2 separate regions of the Cricetulus griseus genome follow, and region 2 is linked to region 1. A link is a contact called in public Micro-C data. All regions are on one chromosome and are shown on one strand. The core of a region is the stretch at or near the end of the contact, and the rest is flanking DNA. Distances in the headings are between cores, read along the strand shown.

Region 1 (5,261 bases), core at 726-3,225:
ACTAAGTGACAGCAGGGGCAGGCATGCTGGTCAGACCCCACTCACCTCAGCCTTATACATGCGGATGAGGCCCTGGTTCACTTTAGACCAAGAGGGGACAGCACTGATGTTCCACAGCTGGTTGGAGTGCTCTGCAAAGGGGCCGGTCTTCATCTGGAAAAAAAAGTCCAGGAACTAGAGAGGCAGAGGCCACCCGGGGGTCTACCCCTGTTCTCCTGCAGCATGGACCCAAGAACACACATACATGAGATGTGTGTGGTGGGGGGGGGGGTGAGATAAGGAGACTAGACCTGTAAAGCCCCCTGAAAAATATAACCTTTCTTGCCCACATCTTCCACTTACCTTTCTTTCCCACAGACTATTAAACAGGCTTTATCCATTCCCAATATCTATCAAGTTTAGCAACCCCTAGGAAAACAAAATCTCCACCCTGGGAGAGTAGGATGTGTTCCCATTCAGATAGCAGCCAGGCTCCCTTCCCCACCCTGTAGGGAGTTTAGGCTGTACCTGCCAGGCAGACCTCAGAGGGCAAGAAAGGGGCTATGGGAGGACCCTGTTGAGACCCTTGCTTGGCACAGTGGACAGAGGGAAGAAACAAGAGGCAGACAAGGAGGAGGCTACAGTTCCAGAGCAGTACAGGAGGATGGATGGTCTGTTTAGCCAGGTCAAGAGGAGGGCAGAAATAGCCACAGCAACAAGATGAGCAGGAACACAGACAGTCCATCACCATTGTCCTTGCTCAAGAACCTGACTCCAGGAAGGCAGAGAAGCACTACCACAAGTCCAAAGCAGTTCCTGTGACATCAGATCCGCAGCATGAGGAACGGGAAGCCTGTGTCCTGAGTGGACTCTGCCAGGGATAGTGCAAGGCCAGTACAGTTGTATTTATTAACCATGCTGCTCACCACACCCTCCTCACTCCCTTCCCAGTTTACAGGCAGCATTTATGTGGAGAACAGGGCTCAGCATCCAGCCCCAGGCTACAGAGAAAGACTCTGAAAAGTTTGGCAAGAAGACTTGGACCTTAGTCAGTGGAAGGTTCCAGAAGAGGCTGTACATGGATGTGGGGGTGAGGTAGGGGCTAGTCCAAGAAGAAAGGATAAACTCAAACATTCTTCACAATGGGGCATCATAGGTTACTTTAGTTCTGTAGTTACTTTAGGTCCATTCCCACAGGCCTCTACTTCAGTAAGAGTAACTTCTAGATTTAAGTTAGAAACATTGCCATTTTCCCCTTTCTCCCTTCCCTGTCAAAAGTCCCCAGTGAGAGCCAATCTCAGTGGCCCCTCCCCAGTAGTGAAGTCACCAGGCTTCCAAAGCCAGCCTGTTCTCTACCAGGCATTTGTGAAGTTTTTCCTTGACCAGAGAGGCACCAAGGTTTCCAGGGTCCTGGGCTTCCTAAGATTCATCCCAACACTCCTGCAAACTCCACCCTTAGTCTACTCTTCCACCCTTGTCTCAAACACTTGCAGGCCAGAGGCATGAGACTGCTGGAGCTGTGCACCAGGGTCCCCTGCAGACCCTCTGAGCCAACTGCCAACTGCTTTGTCTCCTAGCAGGTGCTCAAGGACCTCCTCAGCAAGGACTCTGGGGCAAAGACACACAGAGGGACACTAAGACTTTGCCTAGCTCACTAGCAAGGGACATTCAGAAAGGGCTGTCTGGCAGGCTGCAGAGTTGTGAGGCCCAGTATGTCTCTAGAGAGGCTACCCCACCCCCAGGCCTTCAGTGCCTCAGGTCTCCCAAGTCCTTCAAAAGGAGGCTCTGCAACTCAGAGAAAGAAAAAACAGATGAGGGGGAAAAAGGAATTGGGGGTGAGAAGACAAAAAAAAAAAATTAGCTCATTCTAGCCACAAAGGGAGAAGAGAAAGAGAGAGAACAAGCAAGCAACTGCAGTCCCGCAGTGACCCCAGGGGAATCGTGTGAGTCAGAGCAGCCATATTGAGCAGGAAATTACTCACAGGCGCTGCGTTCCTGCCTCTCCACTCCCCAGAGAATCGGCCTTTTGTAAATGGTTCCTCTGTCAGTAACTGAGGGGGATGGGCGGGGGTGGGGGAGGCTCAGCACAGCGCCTTCCTGTCAGCTCCTTCCCTTCCAGCTGAAATCTGATCCCTCCCTTCCCAAAACTCCAAATTTAGAAGCCAGATTGAAACTGAAATTCTTTTCCTGCCTGCCCTGGGCTCTTAAAGGCGCCAGGGCTGCATTTCCTGAAGCAGTAGGAGCCCTGCAAGGTGGGCTTCCTCAGCTGCTATGCCCAGGGCTAGCAAAGCAATCCTAACACAAGACCCAGCAAAGGGGAGTGGTTTCCTTCCCAACTTCCTTGGGTATGTCTAACCAGTAGGGATTTCAGATCTCCAGAGGCAACAGAGCCCTGAACACCTCTTAGACCTCCAGGTTGCTGTGCCCCAGGTCTGGGTGATCCTAACCAAGCTACTCACTTACTGATCAGAGGTCATAAAATGCTGCTCACCCCTCTGAAGTGCATGGGAGGCTGGGGGGGGGGGTGATGTGCTAAACAACAGAGCGCTGCAACAGCAACCATTCAATCCAGGCAGGCAAAAGGGCCCTTTGCTACCACAGTGCCTAGCAACCAACCAGAGTTTGACGCTGGAATGAAGAGAAAACCAAGCCTTGTAGAGAAGGTGCACAGCAGCCAAAAAGCCACCCCTCCCACTTCCTGCCTCTGTTACTGAAGCTGACTGAGCTCAATGTACTTTTAGCGCCACCTTGTGGCTACCTTGGGCTATCTTCTATGGGGTACTGTGTCCCAAACTTTGGGAAAGCTTTTGGGGTTTTATGCCAGCAGAAACAAACATGCTAAGTCTTAGCATGAGATTGATTCCCAGTCTCTGAAGCCCAGCCCAGCTAGCCTCCTTGTTAGAATTATTGACAAGGATGCAAGGGGCTTGGCAGACCGCCAGTGGAAGCAGAACAGGCTTTTGGCCTCAAGCAGCAAGCTTTGCAGAATGTGTGGACCCATCCCATCCAATTCTTCACCTCATCCTAGAGTTCCCCAGCCCAGCACTCCACTCTGAAAGAGCCCTCTAAAGCTGGCTTTCAAGGCAGTGAGCCAGGCTGCCCCCAAGTCCTTCTGACCTTGAGCCTGCCACACTGCTGAAGGCAGCATATCTCCAAGAACCAAGTAGTGGCCTCCCAGCCATCAGTCCTGGCTCCATTTGCTGACTTGGAAAAAATGTGTCATTCCCCTCTGGCCCCTGGAGCTTGGCTGAAGCCTGAGGTGAATGCTGACCAGAAGGCACTTAAGAGTCAAGGCTGCTAACCAGGCTCTTCCCTACTCAGAGGCTCGGAACAGGAAGCTGAGAGTATCCATGGGCAGGAGTCCATGTGTATTTCCACAGAGCAGACATGCAGATGGCCATAGGAAGAGAAGGAAGACAGGACTTTGTAAATTTGGGGTGAGAGAGTTTCCAGGTATAGGTGGGAGAATGAAACAGTCCAACATCTCCTAGAAACAAGGCCCTGAGACTGTGGGCTCCTTGATGAGCTCCTGGCTCATGTCTGTAAGATTCTAAGTGAGAAAGCTGGCAAGAGCCCAAGGCCATGAATTTTCAGTGTCCTAGGGCCACCTTGGGGAATGTTCCAGCACCACACTATAGGGAATCCTGCCTCAGTGAGATGGGTAGTACAGGGCCCAGTGACTGTCACCACAGGCTGCTTGTTTTCACCTCTAGCACATTGCTGAAGCACAGACAAAGACAGACAGACAACTACTCCCATCACTCCAGCTCCTCTAGGGATTCCAGCCTGGATCTATAGCACATGGCTCTACAGACCTCATCCCTGAGCCCTGATGGATGGTGTTGCCCCCACCACTGCCCCACCACAACACCTGCCATCCTTTCAGACCTGCTGCGGGCCACCAAGTCTAGCTAATAACTACAACTTAATCCATTAGTTCAGGGGCCCTGTAGGAGCGAGTGTGGCTGCTTATTTTATAAATCCCAAGCCGTCAGTAGATTGAGGCAGGAAGATTGTCATGAATTTAAGGCCAGCTTGGGCAGCAGAGTGAGGCTCCAACTCAAACCAAACAATCAAAGAATCCTCCCAGGTCTGGGAGAAGGCTGATGGCTGGGCAAGCAGGCCCTGGTAGCCTGGCTAACAGAGGCTGCTATGGTTCTCACCTCAGTGATGAACAGGATGCACTGAAGGAACATGTAGTCCTTGTGGTTCTCACTCACTGCCTTCTCATCCACAAAGTGTCTGGGCTCCAGGTGGGGGTGGTCTAGGGAGAGCAGAGGCCTGGCCTTTAGAACAGCCCTGATCCACCACAGATATTTTATAACCTCTGTGATGGTGTGCTGGGGCAGGGCTGTGGTAGAGTGCTTGTCTAGTGTATAAAGATCATAATGGGACTGAGAAATCCCTGCCACCTAATAAGGTGCCCACTGTGCACAGCCAGCCACCATGCCTGTGCCTGTGGTGATGCTGGTGCACACAAACCCACTGTTACCAATCAGCAGACGGAAGAGACACAGCTGAGTGGAGTACTGTGTACCTACTTAACTATGACAGCAATTCTGTTCTTGGTTGTCAGCACCGGTCCCTGATTTTTAAGCACCATTAGAATGTACATCTACCAAAAGTTACCTCAGCTGGGTGTGGTAGTATACACCTTTAGTCCCAGTACTCAGAGACCGGTTGAGTTCCAAACCAGCCAGAAAAAAAAAGTGTACCTACTGGAGTTAACTGTACACACTTATTAGGTCAAGAAGACACCATGGTGTGAGAAGCACACACTACAGTGCTCTCGCAATGAGCATGCAGCTATACACAGGTGTGCAGGACTGTGTCCTAGCAATCCAAACTCAACTCAGCATGTGGCAGTGAGCCCTTGGATGGTTGACTCCAGCCTTCCAGGCTCTGCATCTATGCAACAACATCCCCCTCTACCCCACCAGATGCTGGAGTCCCTGAGATGGCTGGTGGAGGTATCTAGAATGGCAAATTGTCAGCCATTAGGCATTTGTGAATATTAATAAGTAGCAGTTCATTCTCTATGGAACTAAAGATGATTGCTAATCCTGCCAAATGGCAGATTCCATGCTGACCATGCCTGGACAAAGTGAGAAGCATGGCAGAGCAGACCTGGGAAGCACAGGAAACAGCATTTGGCAGCAACTCCCCATACACCCCCTGCACAGAGTTCAATAACAACAGTGGGTGACACCAATGATTGCCCAATAAAAAGAGTCACTAATTTTCAATTTAAACCCCACAGCTGTTGTTGCCAGAAGCTGCAT
Region 2 (5,261 bases), core at 1,357-3,856, 370 kb before region 1:
CCACATATCCCTCTTTCCTGGTACTCAGGACTCAGTGGCCCCCAGGACCTCCTTTTAACACAAGAATCAGAGAAGCCCAACTTCCGGCTAGTTATATTTGGTGCATATGTGTGCATCAGAAAAATATAATTTCAGCTAATAAATTTAAGAGTGCGTATGCCCAAGGCTAGCAAAGACAGATTTCTTGCTGTCTTTTTTGAGGCAGAGTCTCATATATCCCAGGCTGTCCCAAACTGTCCTCGGCTAAGAATGACCTTGAAGTATTGATCCCCCTGCCTCATTCTCCCAACTTCTAGGACCACAGGCAGGCATGTACTGCTATGCCTCACCCCAGCTTCTGGTTATTTGATTCAGGAGAAAACTGAGGCGAAAAGTGTTCTGTATAAGAGCCATGTAAACCTAGAATAGAGGTTAGAATGTTCCAGAAATCCAAGGAGAGCCCAAGCACTGTGGCCATATCCCATGGCACCAGGACTCAGCATGTGTCTTTTCAGACTTTCCAGTCTGAGGCAGCCCCTGGGAATCTCGGGTTCTAGGAAAAGCTCCCTGAGACACCCCCCCCCCATCCCTTGCAGATTCTTGGCATTTCTGTGGTGGGGTGCCTAGCCCTTCCATTTTAGAAAAAGGGGGTCTGTTGGAGGTTGAAGCAGGGGTAGGGGCAGGGCAGGGCAGGGCAGGGCTTAGTGGTAACAGCAGCAACAGTCATGGGAGGTAGTTTTAAAACCCAGGACTTCTCTGGAGGCAGCCAGAAGGCACTGGGGAGCCTGTGGTTGCCATGGAGACAGGGCTTTCGGTCTAGCCTTGCCAGCCAGAGGGAGGAGAAAGGGTGGGGCATCAATGTGCCCCTCCCCCTGGGGGGAGGGACAGGGAACTCACTCTGCTCCTCTCTCTCTTCTAGTCCGACAGAATATCTTTCCATGTGAACAGACTGCTTTGCCTTCTATGTCTGTGTCAGAGCGGGTGCTTGGGAGTGTTGGGAGATGGCTGGAGAGTCTGCCCAGAGCCCTGCGTCCCAGGGCCCAAGACACTGTAGCCGGCTCCTCATTCTGGAACTGCCCCCGAGTGTGAGGCTCTGGGTAGAGGAAGCAGGAGGGTTGTGGTCCAGGTCCAAGCTGTAGATGGGTCTGGGACTTGAGTTCACAAAACCATAGGCCCCTGTCTCCCCACCAGGGCAGCTCAGGAACCACAGATCTACTTTTCTGAGGATGCCAACATGAGCAGCCGCCTACCCTTCATCCACAGGGCCACCGCCATAAGGCCACGGGGAGGCCTCAGGACCTTCCTAGACACCCCTAACAGTGTGGAGCAGGTGGGCAAATTGCCCTGTCCCTGGAATCCCAGGGAAGCTAGCTGGTGGGCAGCCCAGGCAGCTGGCCACCAGAAGCAGCAGTCCTAAATGACTCCATAGGGGACCCTCTCTGTTGAGTCACCATGGGGCTTATAACTTGGTCTTGTGTGGCCCGGCCTCCCTCAGTGCGGAGGGAGGGGGAGTTGGGGGTAGGGGGGTGTTTGAGCCAGGCCAGCAGCTGCCTGACTGCTAGTGAGTGGGTCGGCTGTGCTTCAGCCTAGGATAGCTGCAGAGCCACCTGGGGCCTCCCAGGGGACCTTGTCTCCTCCCCTCTGAGCCTTGGAGGAACCTGTCTCCTCCCTGTCTCCTCCCTGAGGTCCCCTTGGCAGTGCCCAGCTGGGCATCCTTCTCACTCTAGGAGCCCTTTCTGCCCAGTATGATGATGCAATCCGTCCTGAATCGAGGCCGTCCTAAGGGCTACCGGCTCCTCCTGCCATACACAAACCAGCAGCAGGCTCAGAGGTGACTGCCTGTTGAAACCCCAACCCAGGGGTGTACTCAGGCCAGGCAATAAGAGGAGTGCTCCCTTGACACACCAATAAACATACCTCCCAGGTGGCTGAGATGGATCACTAGGTTTCCCAATTCAAGCCACTCTGGGTGCCTGATTTGGGACCATTTGGGGTTCCTGGGTGAGGGAGATTAGGGTGGAATCATATCTGGGATGAAGCTGTCGAGGACAGGGAATTGGAGGTGGAGAGACGAGCATCCCAGGGGCTCGGCTTGTTCCAGGGAATACTTTCCTGGCTGGTGATTAACTCTACACAACCTCAAACCTGGATCAATCCATGCCTGAAGCAGACCCGAAGCCATTACCTTAGTCTGAGGAAGTGGAAAAACAACTTCTTCTTGTCTTCAGTGCCAGAGGCTTCTCTGTCGACCATCTTATAGAGGGTGAGGATATCCAGACCCCAGCCCAGGAGAAAGAGCCCTGTGTGTGGGCAAACCTTAGCCTCTCAGCCCGATGCAGTGTTCAAATCCATATGGGGAAGTGGCCCGAGACAAGATGACAGGCACCTCCTAGAGTTTCTCTGCTGCACTAACCTAGCCACCTCCACACACCTGGGTGCCCCACCACACCATGTTCCAACTCCCGAGGGAAACTGGGAACCTCCCTCCCTTTGGAGTTTCTGCCTTGTCCTTGTGCTCTGGCCAGGTCTTTATCGCCACCTGCTGGCTCGGGAAGAAACAGCTCGGACTCGCCGCAGAGCGTGGTCTATCCGGGAGGACAAGGATGCTATAGCGGGGTTTGTGCTGGACTGGGCTGGTCATCTTGGGGACCAGATGAGGTAGGGATGGTGAAGGGCTGAAGAAAGGTAGATCTGGACCTGACTTGAGGCGCGATGCAGCAGTGTCCCCAGAGCTGCGCTGGAGCTTGGCTTGGTTCTCTTTCTGAACTTTCAGGCTGTGGTGGCATGTGCCTTTAATCCCAGGCTCCCTGTTTCGCCAGAGTGCTGCGCAGCGGGTGCCCTCTCTGCCTCGGTTTCCCCGGTCGCTTGCAGCGCCGCACCACGCCGCGCGGGGGCAGTGTTGGCCTGGCTTTGCGCCGCAAAACTTCAGCTCTTGCTCTGGATCGGAAACTTTCCCTCATTATGGATCCCTGAATCCTGGGTACCCGGCTCCTGACTGTGGGGAATCTGCCTTCAACCTGTGATCCGAGACATGGCCAACATGGAGAATCTGGGAACTCATGGAACAGACCCACGCAGGGAGAGGAACGCTGAAGCAAGACATAACACAGAGAGGCACACAGCACAGTACACACACACACACACACACACACACACACACACACACACACACACACACACACACTACATACCACATATGCTACAGAGACCCCACACACAGCAAGGATGCCTCCGGCATAGAAGCAGGACACGGGTGGCACACATACACATATACCAGAGAGCTCACACACAGAGAACAGCACATACGTACCACCTGGAGACCCCACAAGCAGGGAGGGAGAATACCACAGACACACACAATACCACAATAGAGACCCCACACATATAGAGAACCATACCACAGATATTCACAAAAAATACAGCCAAGGAACACAGCACACAGTAAACACTACATCCATACCACATACAGAGCCTGTACATGGAGAAGCACACCACACATGACTGCACACACCACAGAGCTACTCCACATATATGAAGACACACCGCGGATACATATGAACATGGAAACACACACACACGAGACATTACACACATGGAGAAACAGACACCATACCCACCCACGTGGAGAAGACAGGAATGAATACACCAGAGACACCACACACAGAGCACATTCTGCAGAATCCTAGAGGTAACACACTTCAGAAATGTGTTGCACAGTGAGGCATGTACCATGGCATGGCAGTTCCTGTGGAGCCTGACCTTGGGTGACCAAGAAGAGGCTGGGGAAAGACTCTTTTCAGATGACTTAAGTCCTAGGTCTTTCCTCCCTCCTGAGAGTGACTCCATTCTCCTTCCCATAGTCCTCACGGGCTTTTTTGTCCAGTTTGTTTGCTTGGTGTCTGTGTGCTGTGTGCTTTGGGCCCTGTCTGCTCATGCCTTGCCCACCCCACCCCCAACCCCAAGCCTCCCCACCTCTCATTCTGTTCCTGACCACACAGGCCATCTCTCTAAGCCAAGCAAGGCAGGGGAGCTGGGCCTGTTGGGGTGGCGGGTGGTGTCTCCTGCCTTGTGAGCCTCTGCACCCTCAGGAGGTGGTTCCTTAGGTATAGAAGTGAGGGGTGTTGCTTATGCTGTGCATTGTGTGGGGAGCTGTGTCCAGTCCCCCTCAGTGTGGGTCTGGAGAGATGGCTCAGTGGTTAAGACTACTTGCTGCTCTTGCAGAGGACCTGGGTTTGGTTCCCAGCACCCATATCCAGAAGTTCACCACTGCCTGTAACTTCAACTTCTCTTCTGGACTCAGCAGTCACTTCACTCACATGGAATTGTGAGTGCACGCGCGCGCGCACACATATACAATAAAAAATAAATGTTTTCCAAGACAAAGTCTCACTATGTAGCCCTGGCTATTCTGGAACTCGCTTTGTAGACAAGGCTAGCCTTGAGTTTACAGAGATCTTCCTGCCTCTGCCTCCCAAGTGCTGGGATTAAAGGGGTGTGCCACTTTGCCTGTCTTTAAAAATCTGCAGAGGGAATGAAGCCAGGCAGTGGCTGTTACACAGAGGAAACAGTCTTGAAAAACAAGCAAGCAAACAAAAAACCCAAAAATTTGTATTTTCAAAACAGAGAAGCTTCCTCTATGGGGCTGGAGAGGGGGCTCAGCAGTTAGAGAACTGGCTGCTCCTCCAGAGGACCCAGGCTCAATTCCCAGCACCCACATGGCTACTCACAACCTTCTATAACTCCAGTTCCAGGGGCTCCAACACATTCAGACATACATGCAGGCAAAACACCAATGCTCATAAAACACAATTATTTTAAAAAAGTGATAATGATAGAGAGAGCTGGGTGTGGTGGCATGTGCCTTTAATCCCAGCATCTGAAAAGAAGACAGACAGAGTCTGAAGACAGCCTGGTGGTCTATGTAGTTCCAGGAAACCCTGAGAACCCTAAGACCAGAGAGAGAAAGAGAGAGACTGACTCACAGTTTCCTGAAGCCTGCCAGGCCTCAGCTGTACATGATTTCTTCAGAAGCCATGCTCAGAAGAGCTCTTCCCTGGGAAACCGAGGCCCAGAGAGGGCTGATCCATTCTCAGGGTCACAGTTATACAGAGATGCTCCCACGGAGGCTGCATTATGGGATGGGGTAGCCCTCTGTGTGCCCCTCCTCCCCCACTCCGTCACCCTCCCCCATGGGAGAGGCCACTGGGCTATCTATGTTGGTGGTAGAAGGTTAGCAATCCTGGGCCAGAGAGATGACTCAGCAGTTGTTAAAAAACACCGGC

Evidence for each region. A called contact is a pair of places that touch in the nucleus more often than the background predicts.
Region 2: a Micro-C map of the CHO-K1 cell line shows a contact between it and region 1, with 4 times the contacts expected there. The contact joins two enhancer-like sites. A contact is called at or near these places in 5 of 8 Hi-C or Micro-C datasets (the CHK-Q cell line, the CHO-K1 cell line, fibroblasts and 1 more).

Annotation. Positions count from the first base shown.
Region 1 is chr6:142,109,360-142,114,620 of CriGri-PICRH-1.0, reverse strand. Ptpa (serine/threonine-protein phosphatase 2A activator) reads right to left here. Exons shown (of 11, transcript XM_027423190.2): 9 at 4,143-4,243; 10 at 46-153. Among named protein-coding and RNA genes, the nearest start is that of Ptpa, 25 kb to the right of the region's middle. Within about 2 kb of position 1,975, at least 6 of the 6 cell types and tissues checked have open chromatin away from gene starts, as enhancers often do. A contact at or near this core is called in the CHO-K1 cell line, where this site is marked.
Region 2 is chr6:142,479,771-142,485,031 of CriGri-PICRH-1.0, reverse strand. It overlaps CUNH9orf50, which reads left to right. Exons shown (of 8, transcript XR_004770524.1): 5 at 899-1,064; 6 at 1,171-1,309; 7 at 2,081-3,667; 8 at 4,201-4,368. Among named protein-coding and RNA genes, the nearest start is that of Ntmt1, 7.4 kb to the left of the region's middle. Within about 2 kb of position 2,606, at least 1 of the 6 cell types and tissues checked has open chromatin away from gene starts, as enhancers often do. A contact at or near this core is called in the CHO-K1 cell line, where this site is marked.